Linked DNA regions of Mus musculus: region 2 is linked to region 1. Evidence: chromatin contacts called from public Micro-C data. All regions are on one chromosome and are shown on one strand. Each heading gives the region's core, a stretch centred on a gene start, on an enhancer-like site or on the middle of the called end of the contact. The rest is flanking DNA. Distances are from core to core; before and after follow the strand shown. Region 1 holds the start of Comtd1 (catechol-O-methyltransferase domain containing 1). Region 2 holds the start of 4930519K11Rik (RIKEN cDNA 4930519K11 gene).

Evidence for each region. Hi-C and Micro-C count contacts between places; a contact is called where the count stands out from the background.
Region 2: a contact with region 1 is called in a Micro-C map of embryonic stem cells, with 2.1 times the contacts expected there. The contact joins the promoter of 4930519K11Rik here to the promoter of Comtd1 in region 1. A contact is called at or near these places in 1 of 39 promoter capture datasets (hippocampal neurons) and 2 of 484 Hi-C or Micro-C datasets (both in embryonic stem cells).

Annotation. Positions count from the first base shown.
Region 1 is chr14:21,847,227-21,850,345 of GRCm38.p6, forward strand. Comtd1 (catechol-O-methyltransferase domain containing 1) reads right to left here and starts at 1,684. Exons shown (of 7, transcript NM_026965.2): 1 at 1,553-1,684; 2 at 1,315-1,442; 3 at 984-1,089; 4 at 776-894; 5 at 647-701; 6 at 388-521; 7 at 1-201. The coding sequence starts at 1,646. The coding sequence ends at 49. It overlaps A430057M04Rik (RIKEN cDNA A430057M04 gene), which reads left to right and starts at 352. Exons shown (of 3, transcript NM_176925.3): 1 at 352-1,853; 2 at 2,408-2,511. The coding sequence starts at 1,645.
Region 2 is chr14:24,003,281-24,006,399 of GRCm38.p6, forward strand. 4930519K11Rik (RIKEN cDNA 4930519K11 gene) reads left to right here and starts at 1,711. Exons shown (of 3, transcript NR_131107.1): 1 at 1,711-1,857; 2 at 2,015-2,174; 3 at 2,401-2,557. Kcnma1 (potassium large conductance calcium-activated channel, subfamily M, alpha member 1) reads right to left here and starts at 925. Exons shown (of 28, transcript NM_001253364.1): 1 at 468-925. The coding sequence starts at 845.

The DNA of each region.
Region 1 (3,119 bases), core at 434-2,933:
CTGGGGGTCTTAGGTTCTCACACCCAGGCCCTAAGCTTCGTGTTAACCCTAGATCTTAAAGGCCAAGGAGAGGCCATCATCCAGGGGCAGGAGGCTGATGTAGACCCTGGCGTCCCTCAGGATGCGTTCGTTCAGGTTCCGCACACATTCAACAGTCTTGTTCCTGGGCTGAGGCTGCAGCACTTCTCCGCGCCACAGGACCTACAGATGGAGGGGCGGGGCCGTCGGAAGTGGGGGGTAGCCGACCCAGAGCTTTAGCCAGGAGGGGCGGGACCTATGATACTCTGGGTGGGCTTTGGGGCGGGGCTGGGGGGTGGGGTGGGAAGAGCTGAGAAGAGTGGGTACCCAGCCACAAGAAGCAGCAGTTTTGCCTTAGCTAGTCCTTACTCTGAGTACAGCGAGCACGCCTCCGGGACGTAGGAGCTGCAGACAGCGCTCGTAGTAGGCGGTACAGTTCTCTTTGTCCGCGTCCACCACGGCTATGTCGAAGGTTCCGGCCTCGCCCGCCGCTAGGAGCTCATCTTAACAGGGACAGAGGGCATGTGCCGCTGGCTGAGCTAGGGTCTCAGCGGGCTGCTCAGGGTCGCCAGTTTTGTTCCCCGGGGTTGGACAGTGCTGTCTGGGTCCCTCCCGCACTGGTGCTCACCCAATGTCTGCAGGGCGGGCTGCAGCCGAAGGTCGATCTTCTGCTCCACTTCTGCCTGCGGAAGGAGGCCGGTCAGGCCGGCACGCCCCCGAGCCGGAGCCCGAACGGCCGCAGGTGTGGGGCTCTCACCTGCTTCCACATGGGCCGTCCCAGCTTCGGGGGCTCTGCGTCAACCTCGCAGGTCACCACGCGGCCAGCCTCCGGAAGCGCCAAGGCTAGGGCCAGGGCCGAGTAGCCCGTGAAAGTACCTGTGGAAGGGGACACTGTCAAGCTCAGTTCAGGGTGCAGGGCTGCCCTGTGACCCTGGTTTCCAGAGACCATGGCTGCGTGTTCCTACCCAGATCCAGAGCTTTCTTGGCCTTAATGAGCCGCGCCAGGTTGGCCAGAAGCTGGGCCTGTTCACAGGTCATCATGGAATCCCCCTGCGGCTGCTCCAGGGTCAGCTGTGTGGGGAGAGGGAGGTGCCATTCATACCAGTCACCCCCCCCACCTCCCCCCTGAGGTTTTGAATCATTCAGGGGCTCGGTGGCGGGTGTGGCCTAGAGGGGACAGGTCTCAGGGAACCCGGAAGCCCAGAGAGGGTTTCTGCCTAGCTCAAGGTCACACAGCCACGTGAGGTCCACCACGCTGGAAGTGGGGAGCCGGTTCTCGGTCCCAGTCCTACTGACCAGTCGCAGGCTCCGCAGCGCCGGGTGCTCTCTCATGGAGCGGCTCAGCAGATACTGCCACAGGGGATTGTCCTCAGGTGGCAGCAGGCGCTCTTGCCGCCTGGACCCCCATGGAGGCCACCGTTTCCCTGCCGGGGAGAGGGTGCCGAGTCAGGGCCTGCATTTCTGACCGGGTTCTCCGGCTCTTCTCCGCGCCCTCCTCCCATTCCCCGGACTGCAGCAGCCCAGCCCAGCTCACCCAGCAAGAGACCAGTAGCGAAGGCGGCGCCCAGCGCGGCCGAGCCCAGGGCCAGTGCGGCTGGGATAGATAGCCGAGGGACGGGCTGAGCCATGGTGCAGGTTAGCAGCGGCGGCGGAGGTCACGTGTGCTGGAGTAGCGAGGATGGGACTGGGACCAGTAAGCCGACAGGGCTCCACCTTGTCCGGGCCCTGCCCACAGAGCCGCGTCCTCGGGCACCATCTGGTGACACATGGCCGTATTGCAAGGTCAGGCTGAGAACATCTCGCCACCCGGTGGCTGCATGCGGAACTGCGTCGGGGTATGGAGTCATCTCTGCACCAGGGCTCTTGTGAGCATGGGGAGAGGGGATAAAGTGAGTGTGGCTAATGGAGGAATCCAAAGAGACTCGGGAATGCTTGCTGGAGGGGTGCCCAAGTTAAAGGAACCAAGAACCTGGTTTAGAGTCACCTGGTTTCCAAGACAGTATCCTTAGTGGCTGGGATGCTGGGTGTAGCTTTTTTGTGTGACGGTCCGTCTTTCCGAGTCTGTTTCTTTTCTGTAAAGCAGGTATTACAGCCTTACTACGATAGGCACGGGATTCCTCGCATAGTAGGTGCTCAATAGTGGTACTTGCTGTTATGGTCATTGGCTAGAGAGGGTTCCTTGGGAAGCGGTAGCATCTTGGCAGGCAGCAGCTGAGTTCCCCTTGCAAGGCTATCTGCTAGACCGGTGTTCCCTAGACATTTATTGAATATCTACTATATGCTGAACTCTGGTGGAAGCAAAAGACTGTGGTAGTTTATGACTTGGAAACAACTGGACAGGTACAACTGGAATGCAGTTCAAGTGTTACTGTCCCTCTTTTTTCTACAGTGAAATCCTTTCTAGACTTCGCTCACAGGAGACTCTGCTGACCTGCCCTCAGGGACCTAGCAATTGCTTAAGGCATCACCTGCCCCGCCCCCCACGTACGACAGGTATGTGCCACAGATAAAAAGACCCCCACCCCACTCCAGTCCTTTGGCCCCCTTCCCCCCTCCCCTGGCTTCATTCCCATCTGTCTGTCTACATAGCCACTTGCCAGCCTCTAGTCCTCTTCTCCCAGTAAACCCCCTTTATACCAGAACTGTTGCACAGTGTAATTTCTCAGGGGTGCACCTTGCCTCGGGCCACCAAGAATACTGTCTTGCAGAGTTATATTTCACAACACTCACTGCACACAACACCCGATGGAGTTCCGGTTGAAAACACCCGCACAGTGTGCCTCACACACAGGCTTAGTAGGCTATTGGTGCTGTCTTTAAGAGCTGGAGTCCACAGGGCCTCAGAGGTGGTTGCCCTGGAAGTCTGTTTCTTAACAACACTGGCCAGGCCCGGAGACCCTCCGGAGGCAGGCAGACAGGTGCAGGATCAGTGAGAGAGCCCTAGACCTGGCCAACTGAAGCCAATGCTGCTAGAATCCCGGGCCTCGGAGGTGAGGGCAGGTCTCCAATCACAATCAGGGTAGACTGGCTTCTTGACCTATCAGCATCTGTGCAGGGTGCAGGCAAACAGGAGGGGAACCTACTTTCTCTAGGGGCAGGGC
Region 2 (3,119 bases), core at 461-2,960, 2.2 Mb after region 1:
CTCAACAACAACAACAACAACAACAACAACAAAAGTATGAGCTGATCTGTCCCAACTAGTCCACCGTGAGGAGTCTGGCCGCAGCCAGTGAGTGGTGTCCCGCACGCACCCAGGGTCTTTCAGCTTCCTGTGTCCCTGCAAGGTTCCTTCTCCACACTCCGCAACAACGTGCCCAAGAGACACATGTCCCCCCAACCCGGGTCCGGCCATAGTCACCAATAGCCCTACAATAAACAGAGAACTAAAGCGGGGGTCTGCGTCCTGGAGCGCACCTGCTGGGGTCAACTCCTCACCCCTGGCGCACAATCCGAGGGCACAAGGAGAGGGGAGGGAAGGGCAAGCGGCGGGGACAAGGCTGGCAGGGACAGCAGGAGGCAAGACACAGTGCGGAGCTAAGAGGTGGGCTGCGGGGGACGCCGAGAAACGGCTGGGATGGCGCAGGGGCGGGCGCCCGGGGCGCGCGTTACCTTCGTCTTGCCCCCGCAGTGGCAGCAAACGGTCCACAGGTACTTGAGCGTCCGCCAGAGCAAGATGATGAAGAGGCCCCCGAAGAAAGTCACCATGGAGGAGGCCAAGAAAGCCCACCACATGCGTTGGCCCCGGCTGTCGCACGGCACCTCCATGGTCACCGGTATGATGAGCGCATCCATCTTGGGCTCGTGGACCGAGGACGAGGAGGAAGAGGAGGAGGAAGAAGAAGAAGAGGAGGAGGAAGAGGAGGAGGAGGACGCGTCTAGGCTGAGATGGTTCGCGTGGATATTGCTGCTCATTCTAAGACCGCTGCCTCCGCCGCCGCCGCCGCCGCCGCCGCTGCTGCCGCCGCCGCCGCCGCCACCGTTTGCCATAGCTAGCAATGGGCGGCAGGCGCAGGGGCTCGAGGGAGCTCCTCCCGCCGCCAGCGCCACCCCGAACACCCATCAACAGCCATGTTGCTGCTACTGCTGCCGCTGCCGCCGCCGCCGCGGAGCGCCGGGAGGGGGGCGGGGAGGCGCCTGGGCTCGGGGCGCTGTGCGCGACCTGGCAGGGTGTGCGGAGATATATACAGCCAAGCGCCGCCGCCCGCCCTCCCCCGGGCTGCCGGCCGGCCCGGGGGGGGGAGGGGATGAGGGAGGGTGGCTCCCACTCCCCGACCCCGGCCCCGATCGCCCCCGGGGCTGCGCGGAGCACCGAGAGCCCAGGGGGCGCCGCGGGCGGTCCGCGCCCGGGGTCTGTGCCTCCCGAAGCTCCGTGAGCGCGATCCCGCGTACCCTCGGCGCCGCCCGGCCCGCCTGGCGTGCGCCACGCGTGTGCGCTGCGCCCGGGCCCGGGGTCTCCCGCCCGTCCCCGCACAGCTCTCTCGGGTGATGAGGCGACAGCTCCTTAGGATCGGAGAATCCGCGCCCTCCCGACCGGGCGTGCCCGCGCCACCCTTCCTCCCCGGGGCTGCGCTCCGCTCCTGGATCGCCGCCTCCTGTGCTCGCGGGGCCGCGGCAGGTTGGTTGCGGCGGTCTGCCCTGCCTCCGCGGCCAGCTAGCCGATGCTCTGCGGGACCCCTTCGGGCCGGGTCTCTGTGACCCTGAGCTTCCTCGGCCTCCGCTCGCTTCTTCCTCCTTGCCTCCTCGGGCTCCTCCTCGTCCCCGTTCTCGCAGCCCGAGCCTCTTCGGCGCGCGCCCCGCGCGCCCCGCAGCCGCCAGCAGTGGCAGCTGCAGCAACTGGAGCGGGCGCGGGCTCAAACAGCCCGAAGCGGGAGGGGAGGAGGCTTACCGGGCTAACTCGCCTCGGCTTGGGGCTGTGTAGGGGCAGCAGGTCATTTGGCAGTGGTGGGGCATGCGGCCCCCCATCTTCCAGGATGTAGAGTATAGCGCCACCAGCCTAGAGGTAGGACTTTGCAGGTGTTGCGCCCCTCTAGGCTCAGCAGGGTACCAGAAGGGGAAACCACCAGGTGTCTGGGGTAGGCCGGTTTTCCCAAAGGGGCCCCTAATAGGGAGAGGAGTGGCTGGTTGTCAGCTAGATTCAGTGGACTTATTGCCCCTAGATTCTAAGGCTTGGAGACTAAGGAAGACCCTAGCCAGTACAGTACACCTGCTGACAGAGAGTTCACTCTTTCGTTTCCAAGATGCCACGTTGTGAGTTGCTGATGAACAACTGGGGCATCTGGAAGTCTGTTGGTAGTCTGTGACCTCTGACAGCTGCAGGTGGGTTTGTTGGTTGTTGTTGTTTGTTTGTTTGTTGTTTCCTTATTAAGCAAAGATGACAGCAGCCTGGTGGTTGGTGTGGAACAAACTGGGTAGAAAAGGAGGTTTCTTAAAGGGCTGCTTCCTAGTTCTTTAGACTCGTGTGGGAAGGGCAAATGGATGACGGGTACTCTGCATTCAGGCTTGCCTTTCTACATTTCTGGTCTCCCGTTTCTCCCCTTTAAAGGGAAGGAGTCCAGGATTGTTCAGCAGCCCCTGTCCCCCGCCCCACCCCCAGTCCCCCTATCGTTGCACACAGAAACTTCCTCCCTCTGGACACTTCTCCAGGCTGGCAGCTGGACCACAACTTTTTCCTGTGCTAATTAAAACCAAGATGATCACTCTCCCCTCACTGCCCACAGTGATTTCCCCAAAGTTTCCAGCTCATTAGTTATAGTCTAATTGGAATTCTCAGGTTCCTTTCAAGACTCTTCATATGGTAAACTGGCCCAAAGGAGCCTCCTTACCTGAACAAGCTGTCTCGACCTAAATCATTGGTCAGCCACACCCTGGCCCTAGGATACAGAGGGCCAAAGAAGGCCAAGCCTGGCAGACACTGAAAATATGTGAGTCTCAAATTGGTTGGTACATTCCTTGGGCTCAGTATACATATCCATTAGAAAAGACTTAAGGTCAAAATCACCTCCCCCATAAAATAGTACACAACAGAAGGCCAGCAAAATGGCTCTGCTGGTAAAGGTACTTGTCTCCAAACCTGACCCCCTGCGCCTGATCCCTGAAATTCACAGAGTCAAAGGAATAAGCTAACTCCTGTTAACCATTCTCTCATGTCCATGTGCATGCTATGGGGCACACTCACATTTACACACACAGAAAGGGGGGTGCTAAAGAAGAGAGCAATAAATGGTGTTTTCTAGAAGCAGAAATTGCCTCAGTCTCCCCTTC